2 separate regions of the Mus musculus genome follow, and region 2 is linked to region 1. A link is a contact called in public Hi-C data. All regions are on one chromosome and are shown on one strand. Each heading gives the region's core, a stretch centred on a gene start, on an enhancer-like site or on the middle of the called end of the contact. The rest is flanking DNA. Distances are from core to core; before and after follow the strand shown. Region 1 holds the start of Cdk19 (cyclin-dependent kinase 19). Region 2 has its middle 44 kb from the start of Gm32234.

What was found. Hi-C and Micro-C count contacts between places; a contact is called where the count stands out from the background.
Region 2: a Hi-C map of bone marrow-derived macrophages shows a contact between it and region 1, with 31 read pairs. The contact joins the enhancer-like site here to the promoter of Cdk19 in region 1. A contact is called at or near these places in 4 of 39 promoter capture datasets (3T3-L1-derived adipocytes, hippocampal neurons, liver and 1 more), 1 of 15 datasets of contacts at CTCF or cohesin (the NIH/3T3 cell line), 2 of 484 Hi-C or Micro-C datasets (bone marrow-derived macrophages and liver), 16 of 115 datasets of contacts at active chromatin or transcription factors (the 230-238 cell line, the HPC-7 cell line, bone marrow-derived macrophages and 13 more) and 3 of 9 other capture datasets (adipose tissue, liver and macrophages).

Annotation. Positions count from the first base shown.
Region 1 is chr10:40,347,029-40,352,931 of GRCm38.p6, reverse strand. Cdk19 (cyclin-dependent kinase 19) reads right to left here and starts at 3,624. Exons shown (of 13, transcript NM_001168304.1): 1 at 3,211-3,624. The coding sequence starts at 3,338.
Region 2 is chr10:40,495,634-40,501,423 of GRCm38.p6, reverse strand. No RefSeq gene overlaps it. Among named protein-coding and RNA genes, the nearest start is that of Gm32234, 44 kb to the right of the region's middle. Within about 2 kb of position 1,418, at least 167 of the 459 cell types and tissues checked have an H3K27ac peak or open chromatin away from gene starts, as enhancers often do. A contact at or near this core is called in the HPC-7 cell line, adipose tissue, bone marrow-derived macrophages and 3 more, where this site is marked.

The DNA of each region.
Region 1 (5,903 bases), core at 2,375-4,874:
ATCTTCAACCATGACAATCCCCCAGGCTGCGGCTCAGGCCTCATGCGTGCCAGCACATTCTAGGCAGCAGGTGTGCCATCTTGAGGGTGCAAGCCTGACTGCTTTTTACAGGGGTCAATATTTTCATTTTCCTTCCAAATGAAAAATTAATGAAAAACATTTTTATTAAAGGAAAACACTTTGGGAGAAATAAGCCACCGTGCCATGTTGAACAGCAAAGAAACTGATACAACATGTCAAGTAAGCTAGAAACAACATTTCCAATGTTTCAACACAATGACATTCTAAGTGTCTGAGGAGACATTTTTACTCTGGTGGAAACAGTATACAATGTACAAGGGATCAAAACATCACTAGTACCACTGTGTATGAAAATCTTTATGCAACAATTAAATATATAAAGGTGAAAAACTCAAGACATGTCTTATATTTCTAGCCTGCTATAAATACACACTGCATTGTATTGCCTATTTTAAATCTCATTTGAAAATCTCATTTTGAAGTAACTAACAACCTGTAATGTTATTCTAAAGTTCTGACAATTTTTATTTATATGATAGAGTACATTTATGTGTGTGTACACATATGTATGCATGTATATGCAATAGTGTTATATACACTAGAATTATTTTTCTCTAGCAGGCCCTCATCTTTCTTGCTCCCTAAAATAGCATCGCACCACTCATTTTCCTGAGCTTACCAAAATAAAATGTAAAGAGGGGAACTGTAATTTAGAATGACCAGAGGATAAAATCCTTAACTATCCAAATCCGTATCACATTTGAGAACTACCACTAAAACCTTCTGTTCTTTCAAATTGCTGATTAGTAATGAACATAAAACTAATCCCACTACCAAATCACAAGAGACTTGAATGTTTAGTGTAAACCCAGGAATCTGAACCAGACTCTTAACCCAAGAAAATCAATAAATAAAACCTATCATGGATTGTCTTACATGCGATATAGTGGTCTGAACATGTGATATAATGGTCTGAAAATATATTTTCATATTCTAAGTGGTTTTTTGTTGGTTGGTTTATTTTGTTTTGTTGGTGTTTTTGAAACAGGGCTTCTCTGTGTAGCCATGGCTGGCCTGGAACTCCATCTGTAGACCAGGCTAGCCTCCAACTCAGAGATCCATCTATGCCTGCCTCTAGCTCTAAGTGTTTTGGTTTTTTGTTTTGTTTTGTTTTGTTTTAATTCTACTTTGAAAATACAAAAACTGACCTTATTTTATGTACTCTACTTTACCAATTTCACTCATAGAATAAGTGTATTTTAATCAATATCCTTATTATATAGTGAAAACTAAGAAGCGGAAACTGTTTCTGTTGTAATCCCATCTAGTCTATGTGACTCAGAAACAGAATTGTTAAAGTTCTCAAAGACTCAGGGCAAATGAAAATATTTTAAGATATTTTTAATGAAAACTTTGTGTATTCTAGATGACATGTATCACAACGTTAGCACAGTCCCTGGGGATACGGGAAAATCCAGCCCAACAATGGAACCACAGTGTCCAAATGACAGCACTGGATTTGCTTTCCCCAAACAGCCCTGTGAAGAGTCCCACTGGAATATCAATTTAATCAGGAGAGTGGCTATGCCAAAAACAGAGTGCAAGTCAATTACAGTACCCTCCAGCCCCTGGTGTGCACTCGAGGACATGTGGTAATTAAAAGAAACAGCTCAGACAACTGAGTAGCTTGGCCTAGACAGGTCTACCTGCAATAGCGATTAACCATCATCCTTGAGTTCTGGACAGTACCTGTAACTTTCCAGGTACTGAGTATGAGACACTTGGTACGACTGTGCTCTGGCTTTCTTCTTAGAAAAGTAGCTCGAGCACTGCTTACTTTGATGCGGGAGCGCCTCACCAACATTATCAAATCACAGCACTGGGAAGGAGGGGCCCCAAGGAGCACTTTAAATCTGAGGTATGGTGATAATCCGGCTTATCAAAAATGCCCCATCACAATCCTTAAGTCTCCCTTTTGTATAGTCTGACAATCGTTTGAGTCTAAGTTACAGAACCTAAGGGAAAGGAATTCCTTCCAGAAAGGAGCCAAGGTGACAACTGGCTTTAAACTCACCATTCCCAGGCCTGAAGTTTGGTTCCACCGGGCCAGCTCTTACAAGCCAGTCTGACCACCGGCCCGAAGGGGACATTCTCGATGCTTTATCAACTTGTCTTTTACTGATATAACAATCCATAAAGACTTCCCAAGAGATTCCTACAGATCCCCTCAACTAAGGAAACGGCAATCCAGGCTCAAGCCTGTCACTCCGTTTTCTGTTCTTGGTGGTCTAGGTTCTCAATAAACACTACCAAAGCTCACAGCCATTTGACAGAGGCTAAGAACTTGAAGAAATCAAGATTTCTTCCTGAAGAAAAGAGAAATGGACCAGGTTTGGTGGCATACGCCTTTAATGATAGTACCTGATTAGCAGAGGCAGGCGAATCTCTCCGTTCCAGGCCAAGCAGGGCGCACAGATACCCTATCTTAAAGGGGGTTGGGGGGAATTAGATAGCCAAGATATATCTTATACCTAAGATAGCCAAGAGGCAGGAAAGATAAGCAACCAGAGAACACTTAAATCTTGTAATATACAATTTATCTCTCTCCAGGGTCCACCTTCAGAGTGCTGAATTCAGAATATTAAAATGTGGGAATCGGGAGCAGGATCGGGAAGTCCCCAGGTAAACATCAGAGATGAAGTCTGGGTTGGCAAGGAAGTCAGACCCAAGGGGCCAGCCAGGACCCCAAGCGCTGCGCCACCAGACAGGAGGCGCCCCCGCGAGCTTTCAAACCGCCGCCCCGGGAAGGCGCTGCGCCGATTGGAAGTTCCACCACTACCGTCACCAGCACAGGGCCAAACCGGTAACTCTTCAGCCAAGCCCTCCGGAGGGTCCCCGGGGACCAGACCCCTAAACTCCACCTCCAGGCGCGGTCTCCACCCGCCGCCCGCTGTTAATCACGCAGCCGCGACTCCAGGCGGGACCGACGCCCCCGACGGGGCTGCGCCGTACGACTTCGAGGGGCGCGACCGGCCAGCGGGGGGCGGCAGCACCAGTGCCTCCGAGTTAGCCCCGGGACGTCGCTCTGCGACCCACGCCGCCTCGTCCCGGGAGCTCCGACCCACCCAGCCCTCCGGGGCTCCGCAGCGGAGGGGACGGGACGAGCCCACTCCCCGCTCGCGCTCTTACCCATCTTTCCGCCTCGCCTTGTAGACATGCCCGTAGGTGCCGCGTCCCACTTTGCACCCTTCGTACTCAAACAGATCCTCCACCCGCTCCCGCTCCGCCGCCAGCTTCGCCTTGAAATCATAATCCATTGTCTGCTTCCCCCATAGAGAAACCGGGACGCGGGGGCCGCCGCCACTCAGTCCCTCCTCCACCGCCGCCGCTCCACTTCTCCAACAGCCGTCGCTCGGGCGCGCGCGCGCCGCCCGCCGCTCCGCGGTCCGCCTTCAGCAAGGGACTCCTCGGCGGCCGCGGCAGCCACCTCCTCCGCCTCCTCCTCCTCCGCGGCGGCGGCGGCGGCTCCCGCAGGCATCTACAGTCCCGCCTCCTCCCTTCATTTCCTTGTTTTGGAACCTGGTGGGCCGCGCCGCGGCTTTCTCGAACTCATTAAGGAACCAAGCGTCCCGCCCCAAGGTCGCGAGCCATTCTGGGAAATGTAGTTCAAGAGGGCTCGTGAGTTGTGCTACCTCCTCGGGAGCGGGGAATACAGTTCCCAGAGTTCCTGGGGCCTTTTGGGCCACGCCTCCACAAGGCATGTACGCCTGCGCTCTGCCGCCGCCCCACCCCCTCAGCGCGCGACTGCTGTTCCTGTAAACTGTAGCGCAAAGTTGCAGCGGGATTTTTGCGAGCCCGTGGGAGCTGGCGGGAAGGACACCTTTGCTGAGCTAGGAAGTAGATACCCGGCCCTGACTGTCATTAGGCTAGAAAAGCGGGAAGCACCTCACGAGAGCCTTGCTCTAGAGCTCATTCCGGCGCATCCGGAGCTTAGGACTGGGGTTTAGACAGTTGTACTACACATTGTTTGTTTTCTTGGGCAATTGATCCTCTGGTTGCCCCGCCCCTTGCCTCGGCTTATTGGCAGAGACTGAAGAGTGACGTCCGCTTTGGTGCCTGGTTATCTCCGGCTTTGGCTGTTTTCCCGCTCTTGATTGGTAATTGGATGTGCTCGGTTCTTCCTGATAGGTTAATCTTCTTTCTTTACGATGCAAAAACCGTATTTCAAAACCTGAAGATTCAGCGGTTTCCCAGCTCTTGCTAGGGGAACCGTGTAACTTCTACGGCCCACAGCCAATCATCTTTTTCTTGGCGCTCTAGTCGGTTTTATCCTAACATATGCGGGTGCGGTAGCCTAGCTTTAGCCATCTGTCTGAGAACAATTAAAGCGCTTGGAAGATTGCAAAAATGCAGCGTTTTAAAAACAATCGTTTTTGCTGGGTAGTAAAGCGTGTTTTACAGTAATGGCGAGGCTCACCTAGGGGTTTAAGGTATTTATCTTGCTCATGACGTTGATTCGTTATGGTGTCTGAGGCTCAGAACCCATCACCTCAAAGTAGTACTGTAAGAACTTAGAAAGTGCCTTACTAAAAATGTGACCCACTGCATATTGATGGCTTTTAAACCGAAAAGAAATTGAGATCCATTCGACACGCGCGTTTCAGCTCTCTTCCACTACCTAAAATAAAAGGCAGCATTTTATAACAAGATTAAATTTAAAAGGGAAATTTGATAAGGTGTCTGTGTCAAAAAGGCAGCTAAGCTATCCATAGACAACATTATTGCTGGGGAGACCATCTAAACAAAGAATCGACTTGTTATTTCCTCTTTATTTCCTTCCCTCTCCTTCATTTATCTCCAATACCTACTAAAACTTCCAATTCTTGTTCCTCTCTGTATGTCATGAGCTTCAATCATCAGGCCTTTCGATTTCATTGTGTAGGACTCCCGTGCGTACATCTATAATATGAACTGTAAGGCACAAGGCACAGTGATAAAATCGGCAGGATGACTGTTAGGCTAGGTGGGTAGCCGTCATGAAGAAAGCACCATGAGCTTAAATGTAAAGAACGAACAGGGCCTTGAGGAAGTGAGAGAACAGAGACCATAAAGCTGCAGGCAGGACAGCCTGCGCCCCGGTCACAAAATGATACATTAGGAGAAAGCAACCAGTTTGAGTCCTGCAAGATTAAGCTAGAAAGAAGGAATGGATAAGACAAGCAAATAAGGAGGTGTCAAACTGTGAGTCATGCTCGTTGGTTTTATGTTTCACTGTTCTGTAAGTAGTAAGTTCTTCACGAGCTGGAGAGATGGCTCAGTGGTTAAAAGCACCAGCTGAAGGTCCTGAGTTCAAATCCCAGCAACCACATGGTGGCTCACAACCATCCGTAATGAGATCTGACGCCCTCTTCTGTTGAGTCTGAAGACAGCTACAGTGTACTTAGATACAACAATAAGTAAATCTTTAGGCCAAACTAAGTAGGGCTGGAGCAAGCAGGGTCAGCCGGAGGGAGCAGAGGTCCTGAATTCAAATTCCCGGCAAGCATATGATGGCTACAGTGTGCTCATATACATTAAATAAGTAAATCATCAGTACAGCTACAATGTGCTCATATACATTAAATAAATAAAACTTTTTTTTTTTTTAAGTTTGTTAGTCTGTTTCAGGATCACACTAACCCATCAAACTCAGGCTCCTCCTGCCTAAGACTCACAAGCTCTGCAGTTACAAGTAGGTGCCACTACACTGCTTATCAAACACATTTGAGCTAAGAAGAAATGTAATCAGTCTGTGTATTTAAAAAAAAAAAAATCCTTCTGCCTGGGAGGCAGAGGCAGTTGGATTTCTGAGTTCAAGGCCAGCCTGGTCTACAGAGTGAGTT
Region 2 (5,790 bases), core at 169-2,668, 150 kb before region 1:
TGTTTTATTTCAGAACCAAGTCCTAGTGGTTACTTCTTGAAGTGTCTAGAGTTGTGTATACTAGCGTTTAGCTGGATTTCAGAGATACATAAATCCTTATCATCCATTCGCCATGGAGAAACTGAGGCAGAAGAAAGTAATTTGCCCTGGTCTGTTGACTTCAGATGGGAATTGTTTGGAGAGATAAGAAACACTTTGGAGAATTTGAATCCTGCATGTTATGGTGAAAATGGCATCTGTTGCTCTCCCGGTCTCCCTCTCTTCTGCATTCCAATACTTACTGTGGTCTACACTCTCGGTGATGTCAGCCTCTACTGATGTTGCTCCATTGAAAAGGTGGATGCTTCCAGTCCCTGTGGATAGCAACTACCCCGGCCCATTCCAGAATAATTGGATATCATGGAACTGACGCACCAGCATGAGTCAGACAGCAAAGCTGTGGCTGGAGCTGAGCATCAAGGACCCCTGTGAGCCTGTGTGTTATCTCATAGACAAGGAAACTGGGAGCCAGCTGGGTGTGCTGCCGCACCCAGTCAGCACTCAGACTAATTTACCCACAGAAGCCCAAGCTCTTGTTGCTATTTCTTGTTTCTTTGTGGGGTTTTGTTCTTTTTTTTTTTTTTTTGAGACAGTGTTTCTCTGTATCGCCTGGCTGTCCTGGAACTCACTTTGTAGACCAGGCTGGCCTCGAACTCAGAAATCCGCCTGCCTCTGCCTCCCCAGTGCTGGGATTAAAGGCGTGCGCCACCACGCCCAGCTTCTTTTTTATTTTTTGAGACAGGATCTCACCCTGCATTCCCCGATGCTCCTGCCTCAGTTTCCCTCCCGAGATTTCACATTATAAGCATACACCACCACACTCAACAATAACTCATATTTTCGATGAACACTCTGCCTACTACACAGCATTTGTCTATAACAACTGTTCCAAACCAGTTGAAGCTCTGTATTAAAAGCTCTTCCATGTCTCTGTGCATGTGAACAGAATATTTATTGAATATATCTACATATTTTTTAACAGTCTGCCATCTCTTGATGAGTGAGAATTCCCGACAGGAGCTCAGGGCTAGCGTGAGAGGAAGTTCGTGAAAAGGACAATGTCAGCAGTAACAGAAAGATGCGGGATACGAGGAATAGGCAATGGGAACAGTAAGCCCACTGCTTGAGTTATTTAAAACCACTGGGGCAGGAGCCGATGACCAGATAAGTATCTCTCTCCTCGGTCTGGCTTTTGTTCTGTTTTTTTGTTTTTCTAAAGGAACTGCCCCCACCCCCATCTACACAATACGAAACACACTCTTCTCAGCACGTAAAAGTGGGGAGGTTCCTGGTTTTGCTGCAAGGGCAGACTTTGCCCTGCCTTGTTGACCAGTGGTCACAATAGGGCCTTTCATTGCAAGACCACATGGTCCCCTGCAACGTGACCTGGGAGCTGGCAAACACTCCAGGGCAGCACAAAGGAGCGGAACTTGTGTTTGTGCAGAGTGTTCAGGCAGTCGGCAGGGTCTGGGGTTCCTTCTCCCTCCCGTGTGCTCAGCAGCTCAGTGCCTCTCTTACCCTGCCCTGCCCTGCCCTGTCCCTCTGCAGCTGACAGTGGCTGGCCAGTGCTAGGCCCACTCCTTGGGCAGAAGGAGCCCCTGTAAGGTCCACCTGGGGTAACCTGCACCATGTATATGTAAAATAGAGCTGACCCCACCATGCACACGGTGGTTTTTTAACTTCTTTTTTAACTTGTATATTTGTTGAAAGAATTCACTTAGGCAAAGTCTGAAAGAGGAAGGTTGTGAAACTGGGTCAGGAGGAGGCGTCTGATGATAAAACACACTTTCTGTTCAGCGATGAGGGACGGATTCCAAACATATATAGCAGACCGTACACTGACCCTGTGGCAGGTGAAGGAGCCTTCAGACTCTGTGAGCTTTTTGACCCTGGGAAAAAAGCTTCACTGGGGTGAGACATGCGGGAGCAGGCACAGCTGGCTGACAGGTCTTCTGCCCGTTGATAGGTCCCTGCCTCGTCACGTGGACAGGAAAATGATAGCGACTTCTTTAGGCTGGAGAGATGGCTTGAAAGGGTGGAGCATATTCCATTCTAGCAGAAGACTTAAGTTCAGTTCCCAGGGCCCACTTCAGGCTGCTCACGCCCCTGTTAACCCAGCCCCAGGAGGCCTGATGCCCTCTTCTGGTCCTTGCAGGCACTTGTGCCTGCATACACACACACACACACACACACACACACACAACTTAATTTATTTATTTATTTATTTATTTATTTATTTATTTATTTATTTTAGTACATATAAAAGAAAGAGCCCACCGGTGGCTATGGAGATGCTCAGCAGTGAAGTCCACTGACTGCTCTTTCAGACAGCCTAGGTTCAGTTCCCAGCGCCCACATGGTACCCCACAACCATCTGTAATTCCAGTTCCATGGAATCTGATAGCCTCTTCTGACCTCTGCAGGTACCAAGCACACACATGGTGCACACACATACATGGGGCAAAACATCCGTATGCAACAATTTTTTAGAAAGAAAGCTCAAAACTAATGTTCTTCGAAGCCATGACTAATTCCTGTGTTCAAATGAGTTGGGGGAGGGGGCAACTGAAATGGTGTCTTTGTTTAAAAAGGGGTTCTACTGTATAGCTCAGGCTAGCCTCAGACTAATAGTGTTTCTCACTCAACAGCTTCCTGTGTGCCACCACAACGAGAGGAAAATTAAAATTTCAGGAGTTTATTGAGCATCTAATTGTGGAGACTGGTATGCTCTGTTATCATGTTATTACAGACTAGTCACCAAGGAGATATAAAAAACTATAACAAATTTTGATAACAGAAAGAAGTTGACATTGTTTTTTAACTCATGAGTGTCTACCAGACCTTCTGCACACAGTAATGTTCAGTGTTGGTAACAGTGAAGGGGGGACACATGCATCCATCTCCCAGAACACGGGATAAGGACCCATGACAACGAGAGCCAGCGTTCAAACCTGAGATATGCATAGCACATCATCTGCAGCACAGAGGGCAGCAAGGAGCGATGATGTATGTGGGCGGTGGGGTGTAACTAAGGGTAGGTAGGACTGCATGGACATTCTGTCTCCAGGATGAAGATAGATGGGGGGGGGGAGGAGAGAGAGAGGGGGAGAAGGGAAGAAGAGGGGAGAGAGAGGAGAGAAGGAGAGAAGGAGAGAGGAGGGAGAGGAGGGAGAGGAGAGAGAGAGAGAGAGAGAGAGAGAGAGAGAGAGAGAGAGAGAGAGAGAGGGAGAGGGAGAGGGAGAGGGAGAGGGAGAAGGAGAGAGAGAGAGAATAATTCCTGTTCCAGGTGAACAGAGTAAAGAGATGGGGTTGATACCAAGCATCCGTGTGGCACCGTGGTGTGTGTGCCGCGAGGGATGCCTTCCTTTCTCTCTGACTCTCCTGGCAACAGTTAAATAATATTAATGATAATATGCAGTACTGCACAGACCCGCCTGTTGGCCAGGTGCACCCTGGCTGGCAAACGGAAGTGCATGCCAATCTCTGTTTCCTGTTAGGCAAAGGGAAACAGCATTAGGGTCTGCAACTGGAGAGGAACACAAGGCAAATAGGAAGACATTTACAAGTCAGGGTTCTGTGAGAAGAGAGAAACGTTTTTAAACAGCTTTAAAAACAGAAATTAAGCAACTAACAAAACCGCAATAGTCCACAAGACAGATGGTGGGAGAGGTTAAATGTGTGCAGGAAAGAGTCCTGGTGAAAAAGGGTTTCCCTCAACGTGTTGCTACTGTTACCATTCTTCAGAGTGTCTAAAAGTGCCAGGCCCTAAGAGTTGTCTGTTATTTTTGAGAAGTGTGTCTAGAGCCTCAGGGTTGAGAAGCAAACAAACAACTCTATGACATGAGTCCAGCCTGGAGTCCGTGCTAGGAGTGTGACCAAATGAGTTTGTGAACTGACTCTTTGTGCTAACTGCCAACCTGCAATTCTGTCCCTGTCTTTGCTTGGCAGACCAGACCTTGGTGAGAAACTGAAGGGAAGGGACCCCACCCTGCATCCTGATGCCTGATATCAGGGCTCTGGGTGGCACAGAGACAATGCCCTCCTGAGGAGCAGCCCCTCAGCCTGCATGACGTTTTCTAAGATACGTGAGAGGTGGGTGACTGGCTTCCAGTTATGCCTTTAATAAACAGAAGGGCATGTGGAGGTCATTGTCTACGACAGACTTGAAAGGGCAGAGCGGACAATGAACTCAGTTCCCCAGCATCAACAGCTTTAGTGACATTCTGCCTCCAGTGACTTTGAAGCAAAGGGGAGCCTGAGGCATCAGCACAGGTGATCCAGATGGTCTGAGACTCTCTTCCTTGGACCCTCCCCTGCTCCCTGACCCCCTACACAGTTCTCTTTTTAGATCAGAGACTGAGGAAATGAATCTCCAGTCATCTGAGCAACTGATAGACATGTAATCCCTGCTTATATCCAGGTAAAAATTTCAGGCTGTGTGTGCGCGCGCGTGTGTGTGTGTGTGTGTGTGTGTGTGTGTGTGTGTGTGTCAGATATGTGAGGGCACACGTGCACATACAATAGTATGGAGGTCACAGTTTGTCAAGCATCTTCCTCAATTGCTCTCCATCTTAGTTTTTGAACTGCGGTCTCTCATTGGCCCTCACCTCAAGTTCCAAGATTCAGCTAGGCTGGCTGGCCAGTGAGTGTTCCCGGGATCCTCCCTCCCCAGGGTTGGGGTTACAAACAATCACAACCGAGCCTGGCTTTTCTTTTCTTTTTTTATTTATTTTATTTGAGAGAGAGAGAGAGAGAGAGAGTGTGTGTGTGTGTGTGTGTGTGTGAGAGAGAGAGAGAGAGAGAGAGAGAGAGAGAAGGAGTACGGCTAGATGAGGGTGTTGGATCCTTTGGAGATTGAGTTACAGGAGTTTGTGTCCCACCTGATATGGAAGCTGGGAGCTGGACCTCTGACAGAGCAGTGAGTACTCTTAGCCACTGAGCTGTTTGTCTTCCCAGCCCAAGCCTGGCTTTTTAATGACTGTGCTGAAGATCAAATGCAAGTATTTGTATTTGAGCTTCAAGTACTTTTCTCACAGAGCCACACCATGGCCTATCAGGCATACATGTAAGAAGTATCTTTTCTCCTTCTCTTCCCCTCCCCCTCCCTCTCCCCCTCCCTGTCCCCCTCCCCCTTCCCTTTCCCCTCCTCCTCCTCCTTCTCCTCCTCTTCTTCCTCCTCCTTCTCCTCCTCTTCCTCCTCCTCCTCTTTTTCTCTGATTTTATCTATTTATTTATTCATTGAGATAGGATCTCACTGTGTAGCCCTGGGCTCAAATGATCCTCCTGCCTCAGCCTCCCACAGAAGTATCTTCTTAATGCCAAGAAATATGTCATTCTTGGGGTTAGCCGATGGAGGTGATGCACAAGGAGAGTGTTGGCTCCACTTGGGGTCTCCAGACATTTGGTCTCAGAGGAACAATGCACCAGTTTCATGTACAGTCTCCTGGGAATGCTGAGCCTTCATTTCTGTTGGTAATGGTTCTTGCATTGATTGGCTGATCCACCACAGTTGCTACCTTGTGACGCTTCTCTAAGGAGCACCTATGGGCCAAATAGGAACATTTTCCTTCCATGACTCAAGCTCACACTCCTCTTGCCTCTACATGAAACAATACTGGTTTCAGGCAAGCGGAAACACTTAGCCTCTGTATACAGTAGGCGTTCAGCCAATGCTTTTCTACTCACAGCAATAGTTCCCCTAGAAAGAAGGAGAAAGCTGTGGCCGACTGTACACTGAAGATGTGAGAGTAG